Regions from separate parts of the Mus musculus genome. Here region 2 is linked to region 1. Evidence: chromatin contacts called from public HiChIP or PLAC-seq data. All regions are on one chromosome and are shown on one strand. Each heading gives the region's core, a stretch centred on a gene start, on an enhancer-like site or on the middle of the called end of the contact. The rest is flanking DNA. Distances are from core to core; before and after follow the strand shown.

Evidence for each region. HiChIP or PLAC-seq counts read pairs in DNA pulled down with a chosen protein or histone mark.
Region 2: a contact with region 1 is called in an H3K4me3 HiChIP or PLAC-seq map of the SCID.adh cell line, with 5 times the contacts expected there. The contact joins the enhancer-like site here to the promoter of Spata17 in region 1. A contact is called at or near these places in 7 of 39 promoter capture datasets (the 3T3-L1 cell line, cranial neural crest, embryonic stem cells and 3 more), 1 of 484 Hi-C or Micro-C datasets (Sertoli cells) and 3 of 115 datasets of contacts at active chromatin or transcription factors (the SCID.adh cell line, embryonic forebrain and extraembryonic endoderm stem cells).

Annotation. Positions count from the first base shown.
Region 1 is chr1:187,213,622-187,217,747 of GRCm38.p6, forward strand. It overlaps Spata17 (spermatogenesis associated 17), which reads right to left and starts at 1,825. Exons shown (of 10, transcript NM_028848.3): 1 at 1,549-1,825. The coding sequence starts at 1,664. Gpatch2 (G patch domain containing 2) reads left to right here and starts at 1,890. Exons shown (of 10, transcript NM_026367.4): 1 at 1,890-2,055. The coding sequence starts at 2,003.
Region 2 is chr1:187,978,535-187,982,660 of GRCm38.p6, forward strand. It overlaps a transcript of Esrrg not described here. Among named protein-coding and RNA genes, the nearest start is that of Esrrg, 17 kb to the right of the region's middle. Within about 2 kb of position 2,322, at least 2 of the 459 cell types and tissues checked have an H3K27ac peak or open chromatin away from gene starts, as enhancers often do. A contact at or near this core is called in the SCID.adh cell line, where this site is marked.

The sequences.
Region 1 (4,126 bases), core at 575-3,074:
CAGAACAGTGTAAAGGGATTACACTGAAGGCTGATGCGGAGGACCACACCCCAGCAGCCATCAGTCCTGTTGTGGGTAGCACTATAGATCAGAATATCTATACCACTACTGCTGCTCGGGACACTTCTTCCCAGGTAGTGCAGTATTTAAATACACAGGCTCTATAGCTGAGTGTGATCCCTGAGTGACCTATTTCCTTTAACAGCCCACCTAACACATTCGGGCCCTCTGGATGCCAGCTAGCAGAAGGGAAACCAGCAGCTCAGTTTTGACTTAGAGCGAGCGCATCACAATTCCGTTCTCAATGTCTGCTCCACAATAGCATGAAGGAGTCAACTTGTCCCCACTGCACACTGAGGTCATGAACAAGCAGGAGCCTGCCACATAACTCTAAATGAATACTATATGATCTCTGAATGTTAAGTATAAGAATTCCATTGCGCAATGGCTATGCTTATTTAAAGATGATTAATTGGAAGCTTCGGTAATGTGATTATTCACTAAATAACTGTTGTAGCTATTCCATTTCAGGAAGCAAGACAGTACAGGCTGAAATAATGGTTAAACTAAGAGGCAAGAAAAAAAGCAACATTGGCCTACTTCTAGCAAGAAAATCCATAGTTTCTCACAAAAGTTACAAGATTGAATTATCACTGTAGTTGCTAGAGGTTCACGATGAAATAGCAAAACTATAGTTGAGATGTATGTTAGGATAAGAATAGCTTATCAGGACTTTCTCACACTGACTTGGTCACTGCTGGTCTGCTATAATTTATCACACTTTTTGTAATGTACTTTTTGTGATTCCTTCTAAGTTTTGAAAACCACTGGGCCATTGCTTCTAGTTTCAATGTCCCCTTTTCATGGAGAGGAAGTTTAGGTGTGGGGGGTGAGAATGCTGCCTTAGCTCTTGCCCATTTACTGTACCAATTATCTTGTCACAATGGTATAGAAACTTCACTTGGACAAATGAATCACAGATGAATTGAATTCTGTGATGTTTGTGAGATTAAGTGAAGCTCAAATTCCCATTTGGACATTGATATTCTGAATTCATGGAACTACCTGGGTAAGCCTGGTTAACGTTAATTAGGCCACTAGACCTACATTGTATAAAATAGGTTTCACCAAACCAAATTTCTCAGTGATTATTTTAAAATGTCGAAAAAAAAAAAGCCCCACAAAACAAAACAGTATTTTGAGGAAGACTCCCAAATGTTGCCCAGGGCAGCCTTGAATTTTCTGTGTTGCCCAGGCTGGACTGGACTCACAGTCATCCTCCTGCCTGTTTCCCCAGTCGGGGTTTACTTCATTTAGGGCGGCCCTTAATAATTCTCTATTCTGGGATCTTCCTTAGAGAATATTAACTTATTAATGACTTGTCAATGTATATATAATCCACTTGTGATTGATTATATATATATATATATATAAACTTCTGATCATGTTTGAATCCCCATGGGGAGAAGAAGAATTTAGAATTATTTCCTGAATTAAGTAATTTGTTAACAGTAAACATCTTCTGAGACCCCTCTCTTCACTACTCACCGGTTCCTAAAGTAGTACTGACTTTCTAGAAAGGGTGCCCGCGCCAGCAGCTTGGCTAAAGTAGCCATGTCCTTCAACTCCTGGAGTTCACCAAAATTGTTACTATTAGTCTCCATGGCAACTGGGCTGAACCAAGGTCACTTCCGACTTATCGGCCTTTCCTTTCACTCTGTTTCAGTTTCAAGCAACTGGACAGAGAAATCGGATTTGTACACGTGAGACCAGACTTGAGTCGACTCGCCCCTTTCTCCTGGAATTTCGAGCTGCTGATGGGAAGGGTCAGGGTAGGCTAAGGTGAGCGAATGGTCGCTTCCGGTTTCCGGTTTCCGCCTCCAGCCGGCTTCCGGAAGTTGCTCTCAAAATGCTGAAGTCCTGTGTGGAATTGGCCGGGGCTGCGGGAGTTGGAGTCGGTCCTCGGGCCTGAGCCTCGAGGCCGCGCTCCCGGGTGTCGTTGATGTTTGGGGCCGACGGGCGCCCAGCGATCGGAACCGCCGCCGGGAAGAGCTGGTGAGCCCGGCGGGCGGTTGGGAACGGGGCGAGCGAGCCGGCGAGCAGCTCGCGGGGCTCCGGGTCAGAGACGGCCGTGCACCAAGTTTCTTCAGGCCGCGTTCCCGTTGTCCCTGCCAAACCGGCCACATTGTACTAGATTCCGTGGTTGACAAGATCACAGAAATTCCCAGTCCCAGAAGTTTCTTAGTAGCAGAGACACCAGGCTCTTGTACTCCCTGCGCAGCTCGGTTCGTGTAAAGCCTAGAAGTTTTCCACCGCCCTGGAGGCTCTGTCCTAGTTTATGGGAAAGGGGCGTTTTCCAGTAGCCCCAGGTTGGAATTTGTCTTTAGGGTACCCTGGTCCACTGCTGTAAGTTTCCAAACTGCTTTCGCAAATCACACTTGATCTTTAATGACATCCCTGCTGTAGGAGACTCGCAGGTACAGAAAATTTAAGAGGCAAAGTTGTCCTGTGCCCCTGAGTACCAGAGATGATAGCTCAGTTTTGGATTTTCTAGTTGAAAACCCTGGTCGCCCAACCTCCACCCCCACCCCCACCCCCCGTTTGTTCCAACGCTTTTCAGAGAAACGTTAGTGTAACAAGAAAGTAGATGTCTTGCGGTCCATCTTGAAACATAAAAATCTGACCAGTAAGTCAAGAACTGTGATTTTTAAAGTTCCTGCCAGTGGGCTGTGATGTCTGATTGTTTAGCATCACCGATAACTGAAAAGTTAAAAGAATATCTTAGGTCAGATGGCTTATTTGGTTCCTCTCTAGAGACCATTTCTAACCAGTGTTGTTTTTCTTGTAGCTTTTAAGTTCTCACGATTTTCAGTTAGAATACTAGGAGAAGCTTTTTATTTTTTTTTTTTATTTTTATTTTTATTTTTTTAAAGATTTATTTATTTATTATATGTAAGTACATTGTAGCTGTCTTCAGGGATACCAGAAGAGGGAGTCAGATCTTGTTACGGATGGTTGTGAGCCACCATGTGGTTGCTGGGATTTGAACTCTGGACCTTCGGAAGAGCAGTCGGGTGCTCTAACCCACTGAGCCATCTCACCAGCCCAGGAGAAGCTTTTTAAATGAGCAATTGTAATTGTTGCACTCAGCTTGGAACAAGAGACGCAGGTCACAATGCACTAGTTTTTCTTAGCTTTGGCAGTTGTACATGTGGTAGGAACCACCACAGAAAACAAGATAAAGGAACTTCCCTACATCCTGGTGTTTCCTCTAAAGTGTACTTAATGCTTCAATGTTCAGAGCCTGGTAAGGAACGGAAGTGTTCAGTAGATTGGTCTGGTCCTAATAGAAAGGAAGTCATTTGTGTGCTAGTTGACATAAACACACAAACCAACCGGTGACCCCATTTATTCTTCATTGTGCTTTCTGTCTCCTATCATGCATAGATAGCGCTGTGTATTACTGGCTATTACTTGACGCGCTATTACTCTAAACTGGAGTTACTTGCAGTAGTGTTTTTACTTGCTAAACAACTCATCTTTTGTAATGAGTGAGACCAGAATATCATTAGCACCTATCAGCTGGTGCTTTTGAAAGAAAGTCTTAAAATGAGTCAGTCTCTCTCTCTCTCTCTCTCTCTCTCTCTTTGGTTTTTTTTGAGACAGGGTTTCTCTGTGTAGCTCTGGCTGTCCTGGAACTCATTCTGTAGAACAAGCTGCCCTTGAACTCAGAAATCTGCCTGCCTCAGCCTCCCAAGTGCTGGGATCAAAGGTGTGTGCCACCACTGGCCACCTTAAAATGAGTCTTAACTGTCCGAAGAAGCGTGTTACACAAAACCAGGACCTTTCTTTTCTAGTTAGTGTGCATGCCAGTCCACTGTTGTCTTCCCCTCCTGCCTTCCCTTCTTCACCAGCAATCTCCCTTTCCTCTTGGCTCTCTTTCCCTTTCTGAGGCTGAATTTTGCTCTATAGCCCAGGCTGATTTCCTCCTAGAAGTTGTCCTGTCTCAGCCTCCCCAGTACAGGAACTACAGGCACGTGCTGCCTTGCCCAGGCTTTGATATTTCTTAATACAGTTTTTTTGTTTCATTCTTTGAAATGCCTTTCACGATTCTTTTATCCAGGTT
Region 2 (4,126 bases), core at 1,072-3,571, 770 kb after region 1:
AAGCAGACAGCTTCTGGGCTGAGGAAGCACTCCTGTTGTGGACATTTGACAGCCCTGTGTCTAAGGGGCGGATGAAGGATCCAGGAGTACTCGGTCATCTCTCCAGGAGTTTGCTCCTTCCTGTCTGTCCATGCTTCTGTCTGTCCATGCAGAGCAGGCACTAGAGTACCCTTCTTGAGGCTGAGCATCAGCCACAGAGGAGGAGTTTGTGATAGAGTATTCCAAGGATACCTTGAAAAATGTGTCTGCCTCATACTTTCATACACATTCAAATTCACTACACTTTCTTTTCCCAGGCAAGAAAAATGAAAATAAAAAAGTAGAGATAAGTTTGCGTCAGTGAATCCTTTTGGGTGGTGGGGTCCCTTCTATTCAGGATGCATGGTACTTCAGATGCAATATTAACACAGTGCTTAGGGTATCTTCCCTCTAACTATGAATGTCTCGTTGTCTTTGTATTTTCACCTTTTAATAAGCTCGCTTCTCTTTTTCCAGTTCAGAGGAGCAGTGGGTGCAGTGGGAGGCATCACAGCCTTGAGCCACTTCGAGCCCTAGGGTCACAGTATCCAGCTCACCACTCCCTGCTCCATTCCCTTGAATAAGTCGGCGTCTCAGTTCATCTCTTTCTTTATCACCATCACCTTAGCATACGTGCTAAAGATGCTGTAAATACGAAGTCAGATGATGACTCAACTGGAGAAGGCGGTGGTGCTCTCTGCCTCACTGACTGTGTGTGAGGTTAGACAGCAATCAGGCCAGCACTGCCCAGACTCTAAGCCAAGCCCTCCAGTCACTGACCATTTTGTATTGCTTCTTTCTTCCCAGTGAACAGAATGCTTTTCATATGTCAGCCATTGCCTCATAGAAGAGTAAAAAATAAAGACACACACCATGTAATTTACCAACTCGCTTTTTTTATGGTCGGTGTCTGTTGAAAGTCCTTGATTAAAACATGTAGATTCTTGGCACCAGTGAGCCTTTGTGATCAGGAGTGTATATGGAGGTGTGCACGTGGGCACAACCACGTGCAAGACTTCAGTGAGGGATGCTGTTAAACCATCATGGGAGTGCCTCTCGGAGCCATGTTCAGCTGATGCCTTCTAAGGCAACAATGCAGGCTAGCATCTCCCTTGTGTGTAAATATTTAGTTTGGCACCTAGCTTGGTGCTAACAGCAATGTGTTAAATGCCTGCCAAATATAGTAGAGATAAATTGACTCGACACCCCAAAGTTTAGTATTCTCTGCTTAATTGCTGTTTCTTCAGACTGCTGAAGACACTCTTTTTATTATCTCACTTGATCTTGTTAACTTTCTTCCCCAAATTCCCTCAGCCTTCTCAAACCTCTTCCCTTAGCAAAAAAGAGGACTGTTGTATACGGCAGGTGAGCAGGACCACACTACTCCTGGATTGTGTTCAGAGTATCATAAGGGTTTGTTCCTAATGGCAGTAAAGAAAATGGCTAAGAGCCAGAGAGATGGCTCAGTGGTTAAGAGCACTGACTGCTCTTCCAGAGGTCCTGAGTTCAATTCCCAGCGACCACATGGTGGCTCACAACCACCTGTAATGGGATCTGATGCCCTCTTCTGGTGTGTCTGAAGACAACAACAGTGTACTAATATACATAAAATAAATACATCTTTTTTTTTTTTTTTTAAAAAGGAAAAAAGAAAATGGCCAAGAGCAAAAGCCAGCTGCCCTCTGGATCTGGACAGACTGGGCATCGTTCTGCTAGTTGTCAGCAGAGCACCATGGAGCCTCAGTTTCCCAATCAGTAGCATTGGGTCTTAATTAAGGCTGAGTTCCAGTGAGCCACGGGATGGCAGGTGCTGAGGACAGATTTCATTCATCATCAGCTGGCAGAACTTAGCATCGTCCATAATGACCAGGACCCATTGCCATCAGGGCTGCTGACAGTGGTGATGATGTGGTGGTGTGAGTACAAGGTGACTTTTTAAAGCACCCCACAAAAGGAATTGTGTTGAGATCTGTTTGCTACTTGATGTTTCACAGTCTAAGAAGTTTTGCAAATATATGCCTGCTTTGAGGAAAACTTTAATCAGTGCACTATGTTAAATTTCCTTGAAGACCAATGATATCTCTGTGTCTCTCTGTGTGTGTGTGTTTACATAGCCAAGAAAAATAGCAAGTTTATTACCTAGATATTATTCCAGGGTTCCCCCATGACACCAGCAGTCACTATATAGTAGATGTATTATTTCATTTCGGCCACATCGGTATCCTGACTGAGAAGAGCAAACGCTCAGATTGTCTCCGTTTCCAGGCTCGTTGGCCATCCTTTGAGCACCTTCTTGTGTACTTGACTTGGGAAAGGGGTACATTTTCACAGTATGCCACTATCACAAAGCTGTGCCTTTTTGGGGTTTTACCATACACCTTTCATGTGGTACAGCTAGCAACCTTGTGCCATGGCTCTCTAATGACACCCCCAGTGAGGCACTGTCTTGACAGAAGGGGGAATTTGTTCCATTAAGCAAATATATTGGAGGTCCCATGCCTAGTTGGTATGGAGTACAGCACTGGTAGAAAACTTGAAAACCCCTTCACTTCTCATCCACTGTTGAACACATTCTGTAGTCATCAGAGATGGTGGGAAGCCCCCCTCTTGGAGGACTATCCTACCTAAATTTGAAGTCTAAGGGTCTTTTTAATTATCTAGGAGAGTCCAACACCAGAGGGCGATGTGAATACAACATTTTAAGTAGTTTTTATATGTATAGTTTATTTGGAATATGTAAACAAGTAACCTGGTTTCGTTTTTAATTTAATACAATTCTTGACTTTTGCTTGGAGGATCCTTGTTCCTTAGTCACTGAAAGTGCCCTCCTTCTGTGTCTCATTCTATTTTTATATTTTGGCAAAGAATGAAAAAGTTAAGATGCTATTTCTGTTCATTCAAATGGAGTTTATTGAGCTCTTACTGTATGTAGAGAATCACATTAAAGGCTAGAGGACCCTAGTACAGGACTAGGCAGAGTGTCATTCATGGAATCCTTATTAGTCAACTACTGTATACAAGCCCAGTGGAGACCGTTGGCATAAACTAGACAGTGCCTGCTTTAAAGAGGATACAGCCAATTGGAGAAGTCCAAGCCTTTCCCATCTGCCAGTAAGATTATCTAATTTACCACGAATGCGTCCTCTCAGGTCATCTTTAGAGACTTAGCTCAGAAAAGCAGTTTCTTTTTTTTTTTTTTTTTTTTTTTTTTTTTCCTAACTACAAACAGAAATGGCCTTTTCCAACCAACCAAGCAAACAACTCTGCAGAGCCGTTTTCTACTTATGGACGATAGCAGGAATGGATTGACCTTACCTATACTGTAGCAGGGCCATGAGTTCAGGATCGACAGTGGTTTGTACATCTGCTGTTAGGTGCAGAATATCAAATTAAAGCAGAAAAGAGGGTTTGGGTTGGATTGAGAACAGACGGGGTATTCAGATGCAAAACCTCTGAATTCTGTTTGAAGCCCCCTTGGGAGAACCAAGGTAGCTGTGTGAGAGGGCATCATAGAGAATAGATCAAAATGAGGAAGAGAGGTGGAGGAGAACTATCGAAGCCACTGCTCAGGACATCCACTTACATAGAACACTACGATTATTGAGGTGACGTGGGTCACAACCACTAGGACTTAAAAGCTGACCAATGTAAGCCTGCACACAGAAGCCAGTATTGCTCTCATGACCCAAGGGGTCATATTCATTAATCACTTACGTGATAGAAAACGGGAAGTCAGAGGCTGATGCTCTGCAGTGTACCCCTCCCGCTACTTAATAAGGAGCTGAAGTACTGATGCTCTAGTAGGTCCGAAGCTCTGTTGTGGACATCAGAGATAAGACTTTCATCAAGACCGCAGGTTCGTGAGAGAAGTAAAACCATGCATAAATAGATATGAAAATGCAAAACAATGGAGGGACAAGTTGCCTCCTGGGAGGAAATGACCTTTCTTAGTGTCCATATGGAGGAGAGAATTCTAGGGGCCGAGGGCACACACAGGGCTATGTCTAGGGGTCAGGAGTGTTGAGAAGGGGACTCTGGAGGCGTTGTTTGAACCTGGGGGATCTACATGTGAACTGTGAGCAGACATAGAGAAATCACTGTAATATAA